Regions from separate parts of the Mus musculus genome. Here region 2 is linked to region 1. The links are chromatin contacts, called in public Hi-C maps. All regions are on one chromosome and are shown on one strand. The core of a region is the stretch at or near the end of the contact, and the rest is flanking DNA. Distances in the headings are between cores, read along the strand shown.

Region 1 (5,203 bases), core at 2,586-5,085:
ATCCCAGTACAACCTCCTGTTAAATAAAAAGCTCAGTTTCCACTGTTTTCTCTTTATTCTATAACCAAACTCAAAAAGTAGAGTCCACAATTAAGAACTTTAGAGTAAGAATGCCATAGCTAATTTACAGGAGAGCTTGAAGCAAATATTAGCTGGAAAAACAAATCACTGCTTAGCAAGCTTTCTACTCTACAACTCCAAGCTTTTTCTCTCTACCTGCAAGTAAATGATCAAGCTTACACAAAAAGCCTGGTAGAATACTGAGAGAAAATCTGAACCCTCAGTCAACAGAGACACCACTATTCTAGTTCCTTCAAGTTCAATTCTTGGAATCTGGGAGGAACTTAGGATCAAAAGGACACAGGAGAGACACGAACAATGGCCCACTCCAGAAGCTTAGTATGGGGAGGTTGGAGCAGAAGGTTCTTGAATTTGAGGCCAAGTTGATGATCAGAACTAGTCTCAGGCTAACCTATATTACCCTAGCAAGGACAACCACCAAATGAATGAATGAATGGATGGATGGATGGATGGAAGGAAGGAAGGAAGGAAGGAAGGAAGGAAGGAAGGAAGGAGATGCTTCTACCATTTGAAGTTTAGATCCTGATCCTATACACATCAATAATGATAGACTGTAAGATCACAGAAATAGACTTCTAATCTTTTTATGTAAGTTCACAAGGCTCTCATAAAATTGTAAGTAACAATAGACAGCACTTCACTTTCCAAGGATCAGTGAATTTCCCTCCCCAAATGACTTGTCTTCCGTACACCTCCTTACATGCTGTTAAGACCTAGGCGTTAATATTTTACCCACATGCCTCTATCCATTCCTGGAATAATCTCTTCCAAAATTCCCAATCCATAAGGCAATACTTGTCCAACATTACAGATCACGGCAGTAAATACTTCCCCCCATGAAAGCCAATCACAAAAGGCTACAAATTTACATTTCCAATGCTATACCAAAAGTCCCCCATAGCCACCCACCCCCACTCCCCTACCCACCCACTCCCCTTTTTTGGCCCTGGCGTTCCCCTGTACTGGGGCATATAAAGCTTGCGTGTCCAATGGGCCTCTCTTTCCAGTGATGGCCGCCTAGGCCATCTTTTGATACATATGCAGCTAGAGTCAAATTTTATGCTTCTATTTTTTGTGAAATCCCAAAAGTTGATAAAAGGACAGAAAGTGAATCAGAAAGAATATGCCAAGTATTGAGGCCAGAAGGAATGACTTGCTAGTGAGCCCTGAGTGAGGAAAATGCTCCCAACTGATGATTGTAATACCTAGTGAACATGCTAAAAACTACTCAAATGTAAGCCTTTACACATCACAGCTAACAGGTCTGATCTCTGATCTCATTGCCTAGGTATATGAAGCAGTGCCTGCCATACAGCATGCACTGTATCTTTTCTCGCATTTCCTTAGCTTTTCTGCTGTAGTGGGTGCTTTAATTTTTTTCCTTCCAAAATCTAATTTCCAATCCCAACTGACAGGAACCACTTGTGAGAATTACGTCTTGGTAGGAGGTAAAACTTCAGTCTTGTATGAGAGGAAGAGACACTAACTCATCACACATCAGGGACAAACTCTCCAATACATGCTCTAACTCCAGCTAGTGTGATCAGAACTTAGAATCCTGAGTGTAGCAAGGGCTCAGCTTAGGGCTCATGCTGTTCTGCAGCACATCTCTGTCTGGACTCTCTTTTGTTCCTGCACTCAGTTCCTGGACTCTTTTCTTTTTACAGTCTTGGAGTAATTTTGTTATGTATCCAAAGTGTCTACAGCAAAACTAAGGTATGTTTCTTTTGATTCTTCTTAGTCTTCCTAACAATTTTAAATTTTATCTCCCCCTTTGAAAAGCTCAATCTTTTTTTTTGTTTTACAAATGGCTTTTGCTATTGCAAAGGAACCTGACACAAAGTGAGCAGGGTCATTCACACATACTGACAAGGACAGTCACAGGATAAAAGAATTCAGCTTTAAAAGACAATTTTCTAAAATCTATACAGCAGATTAGATTGCCTTTTTTTTGTTGTTTGTTTGTTTGTTAGTTTGTTTTTGTTTTTTGAGATAGGTTTTCTCTGTGTGGCCCTGGCTGTCCTGGAACTCATTCTGTAGACCAGGCTGGCCTAAGGTATTCTAGAGACAATAAAAGTTTCAGTCATTACTAATTATTTGCTGTTTCATTTCAACTACACAATCATTATTTCAGAGCCACAGAACAAGGCCTCAGAGTCTAGTTAACTTTTCTTTACCCAAAGAAGTGCATTTTCCTAAATTCAATGATTTATCTTACTAGATTTTGTATGGTGGCTGACAATAAAGGACCGATAGGACCTCAGGTGTCCCAAGCTAGCCTTAAACTCACTGTGCAGCCAAGGATGACCTTGTACTCCTAACCCTTCTGCATTCCCACAGTGCTGGGGCTATAAGTGTACTCCACCTCACACTCAGTTCCTTTTCAATGCACAGTAGATACTTTCAAACTCAAACTGCAAAAATAGAGTCCCTTTCCTTTTGACATTTAACTAATAAAAATTATTTCCCTAACTGACCTATCTAAAATTAATCTGCAACTGTCAACATGTTCACTAGACACAGTATTTATTCTCAGAATACTGAAGTGAACCATACACAATTCCTCATTTAATCTGCAGTGTAATTGGTCACTATAACCTTTCTACACATTGCATGTTTATACGTGTAGGCATAACGGTATTGTGTACTGTGTAAAGATTATACTTGCATTATTCTGTCCCCATGTCTTGTTGCAATCAGGACATGGCATTGCAATGCTTATTCTAAGCAGCTGCTATTTTGAAGTTTGAATAAACATTGCTTCCCACTTATTCTCTGACTTGTCAATAAAAGCTGATCAGCCAATGGCTGGGCAGAAGAGAGACTAGGGCTGGACTTCTCTGCCAGCCAGGAGAAGACAGACAAGGGGAGGATGAGAGAGAGGATTCACCAAGAGGAAGGGGTCTGGAGAGACATCGTGGGGAAAAAAGACCTGAACACCTGAAGCCCAGAGAGCCAGACCAATACTAAAATGCAAGTATCTTGGGGATTTTGGCTGGGAGGTAGCCAGATTAGTTTAGAGGATTAGATTATTAACTGCCCAGTTATGCCAGTTGCCATAAAGCTTGATTAAATAAATCTTATAGTCTCAGTCTCATTCATTTGAGTTAGCCAGAAAAATCATCAACATCAAAATGCTTTTACAATACTAAATTTAGTAGTTCTACAGATAATTATTTTTTAAAGGATGGATGCTTTAAGAATAATTCTCTTTAAAACTGTATTAAAGATTTAACCACTTACTAAATACAGTATATTCCTGAACAATTTCTGGAAGGACTGTACCTTGGAGCTCAAACTCTAGATCAGTGATTCTCAACATATGGGTCATGACTCCTTTGGAGGCCAAAGGGCCCTTTCACAGGGGTCACATATCAGCAGCTATCTTGCATATCAGATATTTACAATTCATAACAGTAGTAAAATTACACAGTTATGAAGTAGCAGCGATGTAATTTTATGGTCAGGTCACCACCACAAAAAGGGAACTGTATTAAAGAGAGGCAGCCGTTAGGAAAGCTGAGAACCACTGCTCTAGATCTACTCAATACCTCAGAATCCTTACTTTTAAAATACAAATACACAAAATGTATCTATTTCTGTAAGGAATAGCTATCTCAAAAACAAACTTACAAAGGAGCTTAAAATGGCTGATTTCCACAAACCACTCAACTTCTGTGGTTACTTGAATGAAGGAGAAAGGTGCTAACAGGAGATGTGGTCTTGTTGGAGGAGTGTCACTGGGGGCAGTTCTAAGGTTTCACCACACCCACTCAGAGGTAATGCCTGCTTGCCCTCCCCCACTACAGTCTCCAGTGCAGTGCTCAGCTCTATGATTAATTCTATGTGAATAATTAGGTACTTCACTTAAATCTTTTAAAAGAAAAATTCATTACAATTTGTCTTAGGGTTTCTATTCCTGCACCAAACATCATGACCATGTAGCAAGTTGGGGAGAAAGGGTTTATTCAGCTTACACTTCCAACTTCCACATTGCTGTTCATCACCAAAGGAAGTCAGGACAGTAACTCACACAAGGCAGAACTTGGAAGCAGGAGCTGATCAGGAACCATGGAGGGTGCTGCTTACTGGGTGCTGCTTACTGGGTGCTGCTTACTGGCTTGCTTCCCCTGGCTTGCTCAGCCTGCTTTCTTATAGAACCCAGGACCACCAGCCCTGGGGACAGCACCATCCACAACTGGCTAAGGCCCTCCCCTCTTGATCACTAATTGAGAAAATGCCTTACAGCTGGATCTCATGGAGGCATTTCCTCAAGGGAGGCTCCTTTCTCTGTGATAACTCCAGCTTGTGTCAAGTTGACACACAAAACCATCCAGTACACAGTTTCACTTAATTTATGAAAGTAATACAAAGTAAATAAATTCTTTAAAAAATTGCTTACGAGACACGTTATATTTACTTAAAATAATTTCTAAACTTTAAACAACCAAGTATTTGTTCTCTGGTTTGGTTTAGATTAATACTAAAAACATAGTTTACATTTTCACAGTTTAAAAATTAAGCCTAAATGTAAGGTCTTTGTATCCCAAATTCCTCGTCTTAAAAACCCTTTGTTCATAGTTAACACTGGGACAATGCATAGTGTTGTAGTTTCTTAAGAGGTGGAAACAAAAATATATTATCTTTTAAAAAGAAAGCAAAAGGATTTAGGAAGAAAATGAAGGAATGTTCTGAACCAGCACATCTCTGTATGTTCAGGTACCTGGGTAAAAGAAGACACAGTACACAAACTCATTGCCACTCCTTTACTGGTTTCAAGGAACTGGTATGAAAAAGCTAATAAGACAATAATAAAGAAAATAAGACAATGGATCGAGACTGATTTGGGAGAAAAACTCTAAAACAACAACAACAACAAATCATTAAAATTTCACAAAATGCCTCTTGAGAACAAAAGAATGTCATCTGTCTTTTTTGCTCCAGTGATTATTATAAAATGGGTTTTTTTTAGTTTGTGTGTGTGTGTGTGTGTGTGTGTGTGTGTGTGTGTGTGTGCCTTAGGATGTAAAGGCCCACATAGGTACACAACAACCAAATACAAAGTATTTGTAATCATCACTTTTTTTCTAAAGAACCAAATTTATAACAGTAACATCACCTA
Region 2 (5,038 bases), core at 2,396-4,895, 160 kb after region 1:
TTGGAGGTTAGAGAAATATCCTGTTGTCATACTTTTTTTTAAAAGAGAGTTGTAAGTATTATTTATTATTTAATCACAAGTCCAATAACTTGCAAACACACTGTACTAAGAATATAGCTTTGCACAAAATGAATGTGGATAGAAAATAAGTCCCTATATCTTCAAAGTAGAGTAAGAAGTCAGACTATAGCTGATTTAATTCCCTAATCTAGGAAGGCCTTCTCTTTTTTAAAAATTCATTTATTTATTTTATATTATTATTATTACTTATTCATTTCACATCCTGATCACTGCCTACCTTTTGGTTACCCCCTGACACAATCCTTTATCCATTCCCCTTCCCCTTCTCTTCTGAGCATGTGGGGAGCCCCCTAGTTGTCCCCCCAACCCTGGCACATCAAGTGTCTGTGAGGCTAGGCTCATCCCCTTCCACTGAGGCCAGACAAGGCAGCCCAGCTAGAAGTACATATCCCAAGTACTGGCAACAGCTTTTGGGATAGCCTCTATTGCAGTTGTCAGGGACCCACATGAAGGTCAGGTTTTACATCTGCTACATATGTGTGAGGAGCCCTAGGTCCAGCTCATGGATGTTCTTTGGTTGGTGTTTCAGTCTCTGAGAGCCCCAAGGTTCCAGGATAGTTGATTCCGTTGGTCTTCCTGTGGCGTTTCCATCCCCTTAGGGGCCATAATCTTTCCTCCTATTCCTCTACAAGAGTCCCCAAGCTCCAGTCACTGTTTGGCTGTGGGTGTCTGTATCTGTCTGAATCAGCTGCTGGGTGGAGCCTCTCAGAGGACAACATCCTGTCTGTAAGCATAACAGGGTGTCATTAATAGTGTTAGGGATTGGTGCTTGCCCATGGGACGGGTCTCAAGTTGGGTGGTTGGTTATTGGTTGGCCATTCCCTCAGTCTCTGCTCCCTCCCTTGTGCCTGCATTTCTTACTTTTATCCACTATTTTTTTTAAATCCACTAGTTTTTACATCTACTTTTGTTCCTTTTCTTAGCAGTCACTATGATAGACAACATTGAATTTTGATCCACTGCCTACATTTAGCAAAACCAAAGGTAACTAGAGCTCAAATTAGTTAACTTCTCTAGATATTTGAAGTTCATGGAATAGAGCAGTGTTTACCAAACTCTTTGTGGTTACTGCCTAGTCACCTGTGCTTTGACCTATATCTCCTCTTTCTGACCCAGAGTCACTTTGTGTATGTAAAACACAATATACATTTGTTTTTTGAGCACAAGATTTTGTTAACAGGCTTTAAAATTTTTGATAATAGGGAATGGAGAGATGGCTTAGTGGTTAAGAGCACCAACTGCTCTTCCGAAGGCCCTGAGCTCAGATCCCAGCAACCACATGGTGGCTCACAACCATCCTTAATGTAATGAGATCTGACGCCCTCTTCTGGTGCATCTGAAGACAGCTACAGTGTACTTACATATAATAAATAAATCTTTAAAAATTTTTTTGATAATAATAGAAATAGACTTAAATATTGTTCTTCTGAGTAGCTTAAACTATTGAGTATGGTTACTTGGCACATTGTTGAATTGTTTTTGAAGGCTTATATAATGGTCATTGAACTCGAGTTAATCAAGACAGAGAATAATTATTCACACACTGTGAGACTCACATTATATTGTACATTTTCAACCAATTATATGCATATATGTTTGTAGTTTGCAAAGAGTTCTTGGTTTAAAATAAAATAGGAGAATTATAAAATAAAGCCACTAGAGAAGAAATTAAAGACATATTTTAACCTTTGCTTGCATATACGGTGTGTTTTTTGTGTACACGTGGGTGTGCATGTGTAACACAAGGCTTGAGTAGAGGTCAGAGGACAACCTCAGGTGCTGGTCCTTGATTTCTTCCATGTTTTCGATGGGCTTTTTTGTTAGTTGTCACTGTGTATGTCTGGCTGCTGGCTTGTAAATGTCCTGGGAGTCTTGTCTTTGTCCCCCATCTCATTGCAGGAGTTCTGGGATTAAAGATGCAGCACCTCTACGTCTGACTTGATGTGGGTCATGGGCATTCAAACTCACTTCCTCAAGCCTGTGGGCTCTGTCCCCAACCCGCAATACTGTATTTAACATTAGTAAAGGTTACATTCTCTAAAGCAGAAGACAAATCAGTGGAGACTTAGCAGAGTAGAAAGTGGTGGCGCACGCCTTTTTTGTTTTTGTTTTTTTTTTAATTAGATATTTTCTTTATTTACATTTCAAATGCTACCCCGAAAGTTCCCTATACCCTCCCCCAACCCTGCTTCCCTACCCACCCATTCCCACTTCTTGGCCCTGGCATTCCCCTGTATTGGGGCATATAAATTTTGCAAGACCAAGGGGCCTCTCTTCCCAAGAATGGCCGACTAGGCCATCCCTCAGCTACATATGCAGCTAGAGGCATGAGCTCTGGGGGTACTGGTTAGTTCATATTGTTGTTCCACCTATAGGATTGCACACCCCTTCAGCTCCTTGGGTACTTTCTCTAGCTCCTCCACTGGGGGTCCTGTGTTCCTGTATTTGCCAGGCACTGGCATAGCCTCACTCAAGACACCTATATCAGGGTCCTTTCAGCAAAATCTTGCTGGCATATGCAATAGTGTCTGGGTTTGGTGGCTGATTATGGGATGGATCCCCAGGTGGGGTAGTCTCTGGATGGTCTATCCTTTCGTCTTAGCTCCAAACTTTGTCTCTGTAACTCCTTCCATGGGTGTTTTGTTCCCTATTGTAAGGAGGAATGAGTATCCACACTTTGGTCTTCATTCTTCTTGATTTTCTTGTGTTTTGCAAATTGTGTCTTGGGTATTCTAAGTTTCTGGGCTAATATCCACTTATCAGGGAGTGCATATCAAGTGACTTCTTTTGTGATTGGGTTACCTCACTAAGGATGATATCCTCCAGATACATCCATTTGTCCAAGATCCCAGCACTTGAGAGGCAGAGGCAGGCAGATTTCTGAGTTCGAGGCCAGCCTGGTCTACAGAGTGAGTTCCAGGACAGCCAGGGCTACACAGAGAAACCCTGTCTCGAAAAAATAAAAACAAAACCAAAAAACAAAACAAAACAAAAAAACAAAAACAAAAAAACACCAAAAAACCCCAAACAAAAACAAAAACAAACAATCGAAAGAAGGAAAGAGAGAGAGAGAGAGAGAGAGAGAGAGAGAGAGAGAGAGAGAGAGAGAGAGAGAGAGAGGGAGGAAGGAAGGAAGGAAGGAAGGAAGGAAGGAAGGAAGGATGGATGGATGCTAGAGGAAGCGGTGGGACCTATGGATGTGGTGGTGGAGAATCTGTGTTCACATGGAAGGATGGAAAGAACAAGGTCACGCAGTGGGTTAGAGGTGGAAAGAAGCACCTGTAAGATTGTACAATAGTGTGTGTGTGTCAAAGGGGTTCAAGGCAGAGCAGCTGTTGCTCACCCTGTGAGCTGCTGGAGGTCGAATGATCCTTTCACAGAGGTCACTGAGACTTCAGAGGTCAGAAAATACAGATATTTACATTATGACTTATAACTAGCAAAATTACAGTTATGAAGTATCAACAAAGTGGATTTATGTTTGGAGGTCACCACAGCATGAGGAACTGTGTTAGGAAGGTTAAGAATCAGTGATGTAGAGAAAAAAGGAAGTGTGTGCTTCAAAATAAAGACAAACTCTTACTTACCTGACTTTCACTGTTAGAATTTGTGTGGTTATTTGGTTAGGTCTCCAAGGCAAATGCTTTTGCTTATATTGGTTAATCCATTCAGTCCCTTCCTACCCTGCTGGAGGATCTGGATGGAATGAGTTAGTTTTGGTTTTCCATTTGTGCGTGCTCATTTCTTTACTTAGTATCAGTGTATTATCAGACTCTCAGTGTATGTAGTAGGATATGTTGAATGAGTTCTGAATGGAGGCAACAGTTTAAATCGTGCGTTGGTTTTTACAGGTTCCATTTGGTCCCTTGCTGGAGCTATGTTCTATGCTGTCTACATTGTGATGATCAAGAGAAAGGTAGACAGAGAAGATAAATTGGATATTCCAATGTTCTTTGGCAAGTACATGTTTAATCTTTTAGGCTATTTACTTGACATTATAAATCCATAGGTCATTCTTTGAGAGAATATGGAGGCATTTTTTTTCTCCTCCACATGATTTTATTTTATTTTTCTAATATTATGGATTCCAGGCTCTCTCACTGAGCTTTCTGGAGCTCACAATTCAGCCAGACTAACTGGCTAGTGGGTCCTAGGGAGCCATGCCTGCATGTCCACAGAGATGAGCGTGCCAGTGTGCAGCGAGGGCCTGCTGAGGATTCCACTCTGGCTTGAGCAGCAGGCATTTTACTGGCCGAGCTGGCTCCCCAGCCAAGCTGCAGTTACCAGTTACCAGTGCTTGGTGTGGTATTTTCCTGCTATTGATCTGTTTGTAGAAACTGATAGTCAACCAACACCTCCTCCAATTAAGCAACTCACTGAAGCCCCTTGGGGGCTCTCATGTTTCTCATAGTGTTGCTAAGTTTGGAAAATTGAAGTCAGTCATGATTTTAACTTGTCTCTTTTCTCCTCAGGTTTTGTAGGTCTGTTTAATCTGCTGCTCCTATGGCCAGGGTTCTTCTTACTGCATTATACTGGCTTTGAGGACTTTGAGTTTCCCAACAAAGTGGTACTGTTGTGTATCATTATCAACGGCCTCATCGGAACAGTTCTGTCCGAGTTTCTGTGGTTATGGTAGGCTATGTTATTTCTCCTGCAGTTCATTGTCAGTGTGCTGACTTTTGAGTAGTTTGGACATTTCTGGGTCTTTGGAGTTCTGATGGTCCATTCTGTGCACTTCCTTTCCACATACATACTTGTAATTGAATATATTTACTCTAATAGAGCACGAATGGACTTTGATTTTAATTTTTGTGGGCCCATTGCAAAGAGGACACATAGAAAGAAGCTCAAAAGTGTCTGTTTAATAAATGAATGAATACAAATATGTGAATGAATACTCTGTTCCCTCCTGCCGCTGTGAGAAAACACTGACCAGAAGTGACCTAGGGCAGGTTGC

The links. Hi-C and Micro-C count contacts between places; a contact is called where the count stands out from the background.
Region 2: a contact with region 1 is called in a Hi-C map of B cells, with 3 times the contacts expected there. The contact joins two enhancer-like sites. A contact is called at or near these places in 6 of 39 promoter capture datasets (the C10 cell line, the HPC-7 cell line, hematopoietic stem and progenitor cells and 3 more), 2 of 15 datasets of contacts at CTCF or cohesin (CD8 T cells and the NIH/3T3 cell line), 17 of 484 Hi-C or Micro-C datasets (3T3-L1-derived adipocytes, the AML12 cell line, B cells and 12 more), 16 of 115 datasets of contacts at active chromatin or transcription factors (the HPC-7 cell line, bone marrow-derived macrophages, effector CD8 T cells and 10 more) and 5 of 9 other capture datasets (adipose tissue, bone marrow-derived macrophages, embryonic stem cells and 2 more).

The regions. Positions count from the first base shown.
Region 1 is chr1:125,423,021-125,428,223 of GRCm38.p6, forward strand. The region is part of intron 1 of Actr3 (ARP3 actin-related protein 3); the gene reads right to left. Among named protein-coding and RNA genes, the nearest start is that of Actr3, 10 kb to the right of the region's middle. Within about 2 kb of position 3,836, at least 53 of the 459 cell types and tissues checked have an H3K27ac peak or open chromatin away from gene starts, as enhancers often do. A contact at or near this core is called in B cells, where this site is marked.
Region 2 is chr1:125,580,521-125,585,558 of GRCm38.p6, forward strand. It overlaps Slc35f5 (solute carrier family 35, member F5), which reads left to right. Exons shown (of 16, transcript NM_028787.5): 11 at 3,933-4,037; 12 at 4,554-4,713. Among named protein-coding and RNA genes, the nearest start is that of Slc35f5, 22 kb to the left of the region's middle. Within about 2 kb of position 3,646, at least 3 of the 459 cell types and tissues checked have an H3K27ac peak or open chromatin away from gene starts, as enhancers often do. A contact at or near this core is called in B cells, where this site is marked.